2 separate regions of the Mus musculus genome follow, and region 1 is linked to region 2. Evidence: chromatin contacts called from public Hi-C data. All regions are on one chromosome and are shown on one strand. The core of a region is the stretch at or near the end of the contact, and the rest is flanking DNA. Distances in the headings are between cores, read along the strand shown.

The links. A called contact is a pair of places that touch in the nucleus more often than the background predicts.
Region 1: a Hi-C map of olfactory sensory neurons shows a contact between it and region 2, with 9 times the contacts expected there. The contact joins two enhancer-like sites. A contact is called at or near these places in 15 of 39 promoter capture datasets (the 3T3-L1 cell line, the C10 cell line, the HPC-7 cell line and 9 more), 18 of 484 Hi-C or Micro-C datasets (B cells, the CH12 cell line, the HL-1 cell line and 12 more), 2 of 115 datasets of contacts at active chromatin or transcription factors (heart atrium and oligodendrocyte precursor cells) and 1 of 9 other capture datasets (adipose tissue).

Annotation. Positions count from the first base shown.
Region 1 is chr9:56,840,495-56,843,976 of GRCm38.p6, forward strand. No RefSeq gene overlaps it. Among named protein-coding and RNA genes, the nearest start is that of Odf3l1, 12 kb to the right of the region's middle. Within about 2 kb of position 1,922, at least 27 of the 459 cell types and tissues checked have an H3K27ac peak or open chromatin away from gene starts, as enhancers often do. A contact at or near this core is called in olfactory sensory neurons, where this site is marked.
Region 2 is chr9:56,726,290-56,730,048 of GRCm38.p6, forward strand. It overlaps a transcript of Lingo1 not described here. Among named protein-coding and RNA genes, the nearest start is that of Gm31586, 69 kb to the right of the region's middle. Within about 2 kb of position 2,197, at least 22 of the 459 cell types and tissues checked have an H3K27ac peak or open chromatin away from gene starts, as enhancers often do. A contact at or near this core is called in olfactory sensory neurons, where this site is marked.

The DNA of each region.
Region 1 (3,482 bases), core at 672-3,171, 110 kb after region 2:
CTGGGGGTTCTGTCTGAACCTCCAGGTCTGATCTGTATGTGTCTCTAAATAGCCCAAGCGTGCCTGAGCTATAAGAATTCTGGGTGTTTGTGTAAATGCACATGCAACTGCTGGCATGAAATTTTTACAATCCTTGTGGATCTCAATGCATGCACAGCAAATCATCTGTGTGCAATGTCTATGTGTTAAATACAGGCCTGTGTGACAAGGCTGGGGAATACATATGTCACCGTACACATATGTTTACTCATGTACACCACATGTCCACATGTATGGGCACTTCTGTGTGTTTTATGCTGTGTTCACACATTCTAGCTGTCTGCATATATTGTCATCCTGGCTCCCTGGAGCTGACACCTGTCCCCTACCAGAGAACCACCGTGCCACGTCTCTGGGTGATGGTGGCAGCAGGGGCAGCAGGAAGCTAGGACTGTAGGTAAGGATTATGCAATGGAGCGGAAGGCTCACTAATGAGGCCACCTTCCTTGCCAGCCTGGGAGCAGGGACCGCTAATTATTGCTCAGTGAGCAGCTCCCTGGAGAAGGACTGCTGAAGGGCCCTGCTCTCTCCCTCCCCTGAGTCCTCTTTCTCTACCTGCTGCTAACCCTGAGGTGCAGCCAAATCCACAGAAATCACAAAGGGGGAAAGAGCAGAGGGCTAAGCAGAGGTCAGTGCTTGGTCCCACCAAGAGACTCAAGATGTTTGTATGCCGTCCCATTAGCCTGCTTCCAGAAACCACTTCCTGTGTATTCCTCTGTATTTGGGTACAGTCTCCAAGAAGCCTTCAAAAATCCCAGTGTGCTTCAGCAGGAAGGAAGACCTGCACACCCAGTGTAGTTCCTCCGTGGACAAGGAACATATTCCTGAATAATGAACACCAGGCTAGAGGTCAGTTGGGCTGGGCTGCTAACCCCACAGCTGTGTGACCTTGAGCAGGTGCCTACACTTCTGGGCCTTGGTTTCTTCGTCTGTAAAATGAGGAAAGACTAGAAATCAATATTCACAGAGTGGCATGTGACCCATGATAATGCCTAACCATTTAGAAAGTATGTCTTGCGCAAAATGCATTGCATTTGCTATAACCCAAATACACCCTCATATATGTGTGTGTGTGTGTGTGTGTGTGTGTGTGTGTGTGTGTGTGTGTGTGTGTGTGTATTTATATATGAAATAATGACCAAAAAAAATCTGTGCATGTTCAGTATGATACCTTTTCCCAGATATTTTCAGTTCACAAATGGGTGAATCTATGGCTCCTGATGTCACCAGAAAGGAGTGATGACTGTATACACTTGTATGCATGGAGCAGAGTTACACATGCATATATATTTTTGTGCATTAACTAGGGCATTACATCCTGGTTTCACAAATCTTGTTGAAGACAAGGCAAACTCACATGTTTGAAATTTGTAAGCCAGCTTAAAGAAAAAAAGAAGCAAACAAGAGTTCCAAGGGTGTGTGAGTATAACAGAAGCCCTGATTGGACAGACCTTAACAAATGGCTGCCACTCTCTGAGTTCCTTCTCTGCCTGAAGAGTGTTGGATTTCTGACCCCTGGAATTCAAATGATGCAAACAAGGTCCTGCACCCCTTTGCCCTCATGGTCACCAGGAGAGAATTCTGTGTGAAAAGTCAGAGCCATTTGCTGAGGGACACATAGGACAGACCACTGTGGCCTCTGGCCACAGGTCCCACAGAATCTCAGATACTGCACACTCATGATCCCAAAGTGCACACATATGGCCTCAGTGTGCTTTAGGTCAGAACACTGAAGGACCCAGCTGGAGCCTATATCTGGACAGAGGTGGCTCAGAATGCCCTAAGTCTTCTCTGAGAGAGGAAGCTCTGCACTCCTGGGAGGCTGCCTGAGGCCCTGCCATGACCTAGGCTCCTCCCCATGCTCATCTATTCTGCCCAGGAGAGAAAAGCCTCTCCCACAGCCCTAAATGTCTCTGCCCTCCAAGAGGCTGGTGTGAATCACAGGAATTTACAGCCAGCCTAGAGTGGGATTTATGAGTCTGCCTGAAGCCCCGGCAGTGAGGAGGGGCTGCCTGTCAGCCCCCCATTGCCGCTGATTGATGAGGCTGTTTCCTGCCAAGAAAAACTCCCCTCTGAGGTTGGCAGTGAGGAGAAGACTCCCAGGAACAAGCTCCAGACCTGAATGTGCCCACACTCACAGACCAGCTTCCCCACACACCCCCATTCTCAACATCGCTATGCAAGCTTGGCAGGACTAGCGTGATACAAGTCAGGTCTTCCACTTTCTCAACCTCGGACCCATGCCTTAGAAGCTGTTCAACTGAACGTGCTGAGTCCAGAACCAGAACAGACCTCTGAGAAGTCCAGAACATGTATAGACACACACACATGCACACATAGACACACATACAGACACATGCATGCACATGCTCAACTATGTGCACATACACATGTATACACACATATACATATGTGTGCACACGCACACACACATATGCACATGAACATACACATGCACAGGCACACATGCATACACATACACACATATACATACACATGCACAGATATGCACACATACATGCACATAGACACACATACAGACACATGCATGCATACACACACAAACACATGTGCACACATAAATATACACATACATGCACACACACATGCACAGACACACACGCACACACATAGACACACATACACACATATACATACACATACACAGATATGCACACATGAACACATACACAAATTCATGAACAAAGGAATGGGCCTTACCCATTTACACATCAATACAGTGGTAAGGCTGACCCTGAGCCCATAGCCTAGTCCCAGCTGATTATCACAGGTTCATGGGGGCAATTTTTTTGGCCCCAAATGAGGGATTCTTCCCAGAGGATAGACTGACTTGGTTTTGAATCCTGCTCCACCAGTGTGTGTTTAACAAGTTACAACCTCTTCATACCTGCTTCCTTACCAGGAAAATGAAGATCAAAATAAGCTCAACCAGTGTAAGATTCCAAACCCCAGGACAGAGCACCTGAGATCTCAAGGAATCCACCACCTGGCTTGCAGGTGGAGCCCAGGGAAAGAGGTGGCTTTTTGCTGGAGGAGAGTAAGAGGGCTCCCTGGAAGATCCAGAGCTTCCCATGAAAATAGAGCTAAGGTGCCTTGCCACAGTTAAGTTTCTGCTATGGGCAACCTGCTAGCAAGTCCCTTCCCGTTTCTGGCCATCAAAGACAAAGCCAGGGAGGACCAATTTGGGAAAACAGTGAGACCCATCTTCTGCAGTACCCATTTCTTACCACTTGGAGGCAGCAGGGAGTGGACCTGGAGCTTAGCCTCCTTTCAGCTGCGGAGGTTGCAGTCTGGCGGCTGCTGGCCAGTCCTTCTCCCAGTGCTTGATGGGTGTCCTTTGCACCTCCAGCCAGCTTTTTCAGAGAACCAGAGCTGGAAGACCATCTCATCCAGATGTGTGATGCTCCCCACAAATCCCCCCT
Region 2 (3,759 bases), core at 947-3,446:
CACGTCTTTAATCCCAGCACTTGGGAGGAAGAGGCAGGTAGATCTCTGTGAGTTCAAGGCCAGCCTGGTCTATACAGTGAGTTCCAGAACAGCCCTGGCTACACAGGGAGAGTCTTAGTCACTGAGATCTAGTGGCATCTGAGGTGACATCTCCTTTTTGCAGAAAGAAAAAAAAAAATCAAAAGCCTAAGAATCAGAGAGATTAAGCCCAAGGTCCAGTCTAGCACAGTATCATGGCAGGAAGTGTTAGCTGGAGGAAAAGAGGGAGGGAGGAAGGGAGGGAGGGAGGGAGGGAGGGAGGGAGGGAGGGAGGGAGGGAGGGAAAAGATGCTCAGCTCTCAGCTCTTTCTGTCTTCAGTGCCGTCCTGACTAGTATATCGAAGCGCTCTCGGGAGCCAGGCTCCGATCCCCTCCACTCCACAAGATGATCATAACAGATGTTCAGAAAGCCGTTTGGTCAGACCAATGGTCATGCTCTATGCCCTGGTCCGCAAGATTTGGACGGTATCCGATGAGCTGATGGCTTCTCCCACATGTAGACACTTATCTCTGGCCTCCCAGGACTACTCTCCTCTGGTCACTCTCACTCCAAACATCAGAGGTCAGTGTTCACAGGCCCTCTTCCCTCTCCTGACCCCTCACTCCTTGGTTGGTTTTCTCGGGTCTGGGATTTTGACACAGTTGCCTCTGGCTCCCTCGTGCTAGCCCCGGTCTCCTGAGCACAGCTACAGAACTAGAAGCCGATTTGTCATTGCCCTCCTAGAAGCCCCGTCCAACACAGAACTTCATTTTTAACCCTAAAGTACATCTCCCTCCATCTTGACTCCTCTTTACCCCACACCCACACCCAAACCATCACCAGCCACTGACATTGTTCCTAAAACACATCCAGTCCCTGAGGACTCAGCTCCCACTCTGTCCCACTCTGCTCTCACCCTGCTGGAATTGGGCAACTCTTATGGACAACAATTCAAAGCCCACGGCAGACTCAGGACATGCTGCGGCTGCCTGTATCAGCAACCCATCATAACGCCTTCAGGGCTTGCCCCACTCTCAGAACCCCCTTCCAATCACTGTGGCCTCTGGCCATTGTTAGGTGGGCTAGCCTCAGGCTGTAGACATCTTACTCCTGGTGCAAAGCTCCTCCCTCCCCTCAGCCCGCAAGTATAGTGCCTGGGCATACTAACCACTCACCTTCACACCTTCACAGCATTTATATTGCACCTGTCCTTGCCCTGCTTGGGTATGTGTGTCCCTGTCCCTTGTCTGTCTCTTTCTCAATGCAGACCACAGATACCTTGTTCGCCTCTGAACTTCTGTGTGAACTGTGTGCTGCCAAGTGAATCCTCAGAAACTTGTTTGTTGAGTGAATAAATAAATTAGTGGAGCCAGCTATCAGCGACTTAACTCTCTGAAGGAAAAGTCTCCCGTGGGAAGCAGGAAGGCACCCTCATCAGGGCAGGACCCCGAGCACAGGCTGTTCTGTGACAGTGGGGGACTGACAGGTACCAGTGGGGCTTGCAGCATCTCTGGGATGCCACGCTCAGCAGCCCCAACCAAGGGGCACGTGGGGCTTTCACACCTGCCAACCCACCCCACTCGGGAGGGAGCCCTGGGGCAGCCAGCAGCTGAGAGAGGCTGGCAGGGGGCCAGCATGCCTGCCAACAGCTGGCGCTGCTGCCAGGCAGCCGGGTAATCGTGTTAGCCAGCGGAAATTGGTCCAGGGAGTTTTTTTCCTTCGCCTCCCATTTTCCTTCTCTTCCCTTCCCCCTTGGAGCTGCAAGACTCATAAGATTGATCTTCGCCTGAAACGGAGGAGATAACTCGATATAATGAACTCCACTGTCCCTCTTGCTGTTTGGAGCTTTTAAAAAATTTAACAGGGTTGGGGACAAAGGGGGAAACACTGTTCTCAGGGGCTCTCTGAAAGCCCCCAGCCCTGCTCTAGGCCCCTCCCCCAACCTGGCTTCTGCCTCCTTTCCCTCCCTGCTCCCCTGGGATGCCTTCATGGAACAAGGTTAAAAATATCCCCTTTCTCTTGCAGGTTTGAAACATAATTTTGGTGAGGTCAGGACTGGGCCCACCAATGGTCCTGCTTCCCACAGCCCCCAGCTCATGGCTGGCTCCACTCCCCAGGGTCACCAGCCTGCCTGGGGTGTGTGTGTGACAAGTTGGCTCAGTCCATTGCTCTTCAGCAGGCCAACCACCCACTGGGGTTCTGGCAGCTGTGTGGCTTTTGTTCCTGCAAACAGCTCTTTAAAGAGCTGCCTAATGACACAAAGGAGCCTGGCTCACTGCACCCGGGCACCGTGCACACCTCACTGGGCAGCTCTCAGTCCTACCTCTTTTTGCTTGGTGTCCTACTCAGTTTCACATAGCTGTTTAGTGAGCATCTACTCTGTGCCAAGCACTAGGCTGGAGGCTGAGACCACCAAACCCTGAGTCTCCTGACCTAAAGAACCTTATAAAGCCTGGTGACAGAGGCAATCATCTGTCAGTGGTCATACAGGTAGAGAACATATTGGAAAGAGCTTTACGGGAAAGGCCAGGGAGCCCCCAGGGTATGGCAGCGATCAAGGAAGGCCTTCCGTAGAAAGTGTCCTTCTAGTGAGAGCCAAAGGACAATGAGACTACCAGGCCGGAAAGGAGCAAGGATGTTATGGGGAGCATGCTACTAAATGGGGTCCCTCATCTGGTGTTCTCGGCCAGCAGAAAGAGACCAGATCCACAATCTACTTAGCACCCAAGGCCCACGTGCTCTCTGTGTAGACCTCGTTAAACCCTGTGCACCTTTCAAGACACAGCTCCATGCTTGCTTGGTAGCCCTTAGCTCCAAGGATATCTCAGGTTTCCAATTCTCTGCCCTTGGACCAGCTTGATCTTTGGCCCCCTCAGATCAAAAATACAGGAAAAGCAAAGGGATGTGGGCCTAGGGAAAAAAATAACCCAAATCTCCTTCCAAGACATTCCCTGCAACCCCACAAGCAGCAGCAGGTCTGGCCACCCAGGAAGGTCTGGCCTGTTCTCTCCCTAGGGCCTCCTGCTGGCAGGAAGAAACCAGTCTGACCTTGCAGTCTGAAGGCAAGTACCTTCCCACCCCAGCTTCCCGGTGCAGCCTCCTGGGGACAGGCATCAGGGAGGCCCGAAGGTACAGGAAGCTCAGGCTACTCTGCTTCCAGAAGCAGGCACTTGGGCCTCCATGCAGACCTGAAAAATTTACCAAGACCTCAGCAGAATCAGAGGCCATAGGGGCTCCAAGGAGCCCTGGGTTCAGAGGAAGGAAGCTGGCTGGTGAGGCAGAGACAGGGAGAGGTTTGGGCCCTAAATCAGGCAGAAGGGGCTGTGGTACAGGGGTGACTGACTGGTCCAAGGAGAAGGTTTGCTCCAGCTAGCCAACCTTGCTGAAGCCCCCATGCCAGCCCGGAGAGGCCAAAGGTGCTGCAAGCATGAGGGGGCTGGACATACTTTTAGAAGCCTCTGAACTGGGAGCAGACCCAGCCCTGCCCACAACAGCCTTCTACAGCCGATGTGCAAAGAGGCAGACAGTAAGCCTTACAGAGTGCTGTGGGGGGAGGGGCTCCCTGCCCTCCCGGAGCCTCTCTGAGATAGGCAGCTACAGCCCCCTTTACAGAGGAATAAACTGAGATCCGAGTCAGAAGAACGTCCCGAAGAGCCATGTTAGCTCATGGTGGGCATAGAACAGAACCTAGGCCTGTGTGAACATAAAACTGCTAACCACAGTAGCCAAGCAGGACAGAG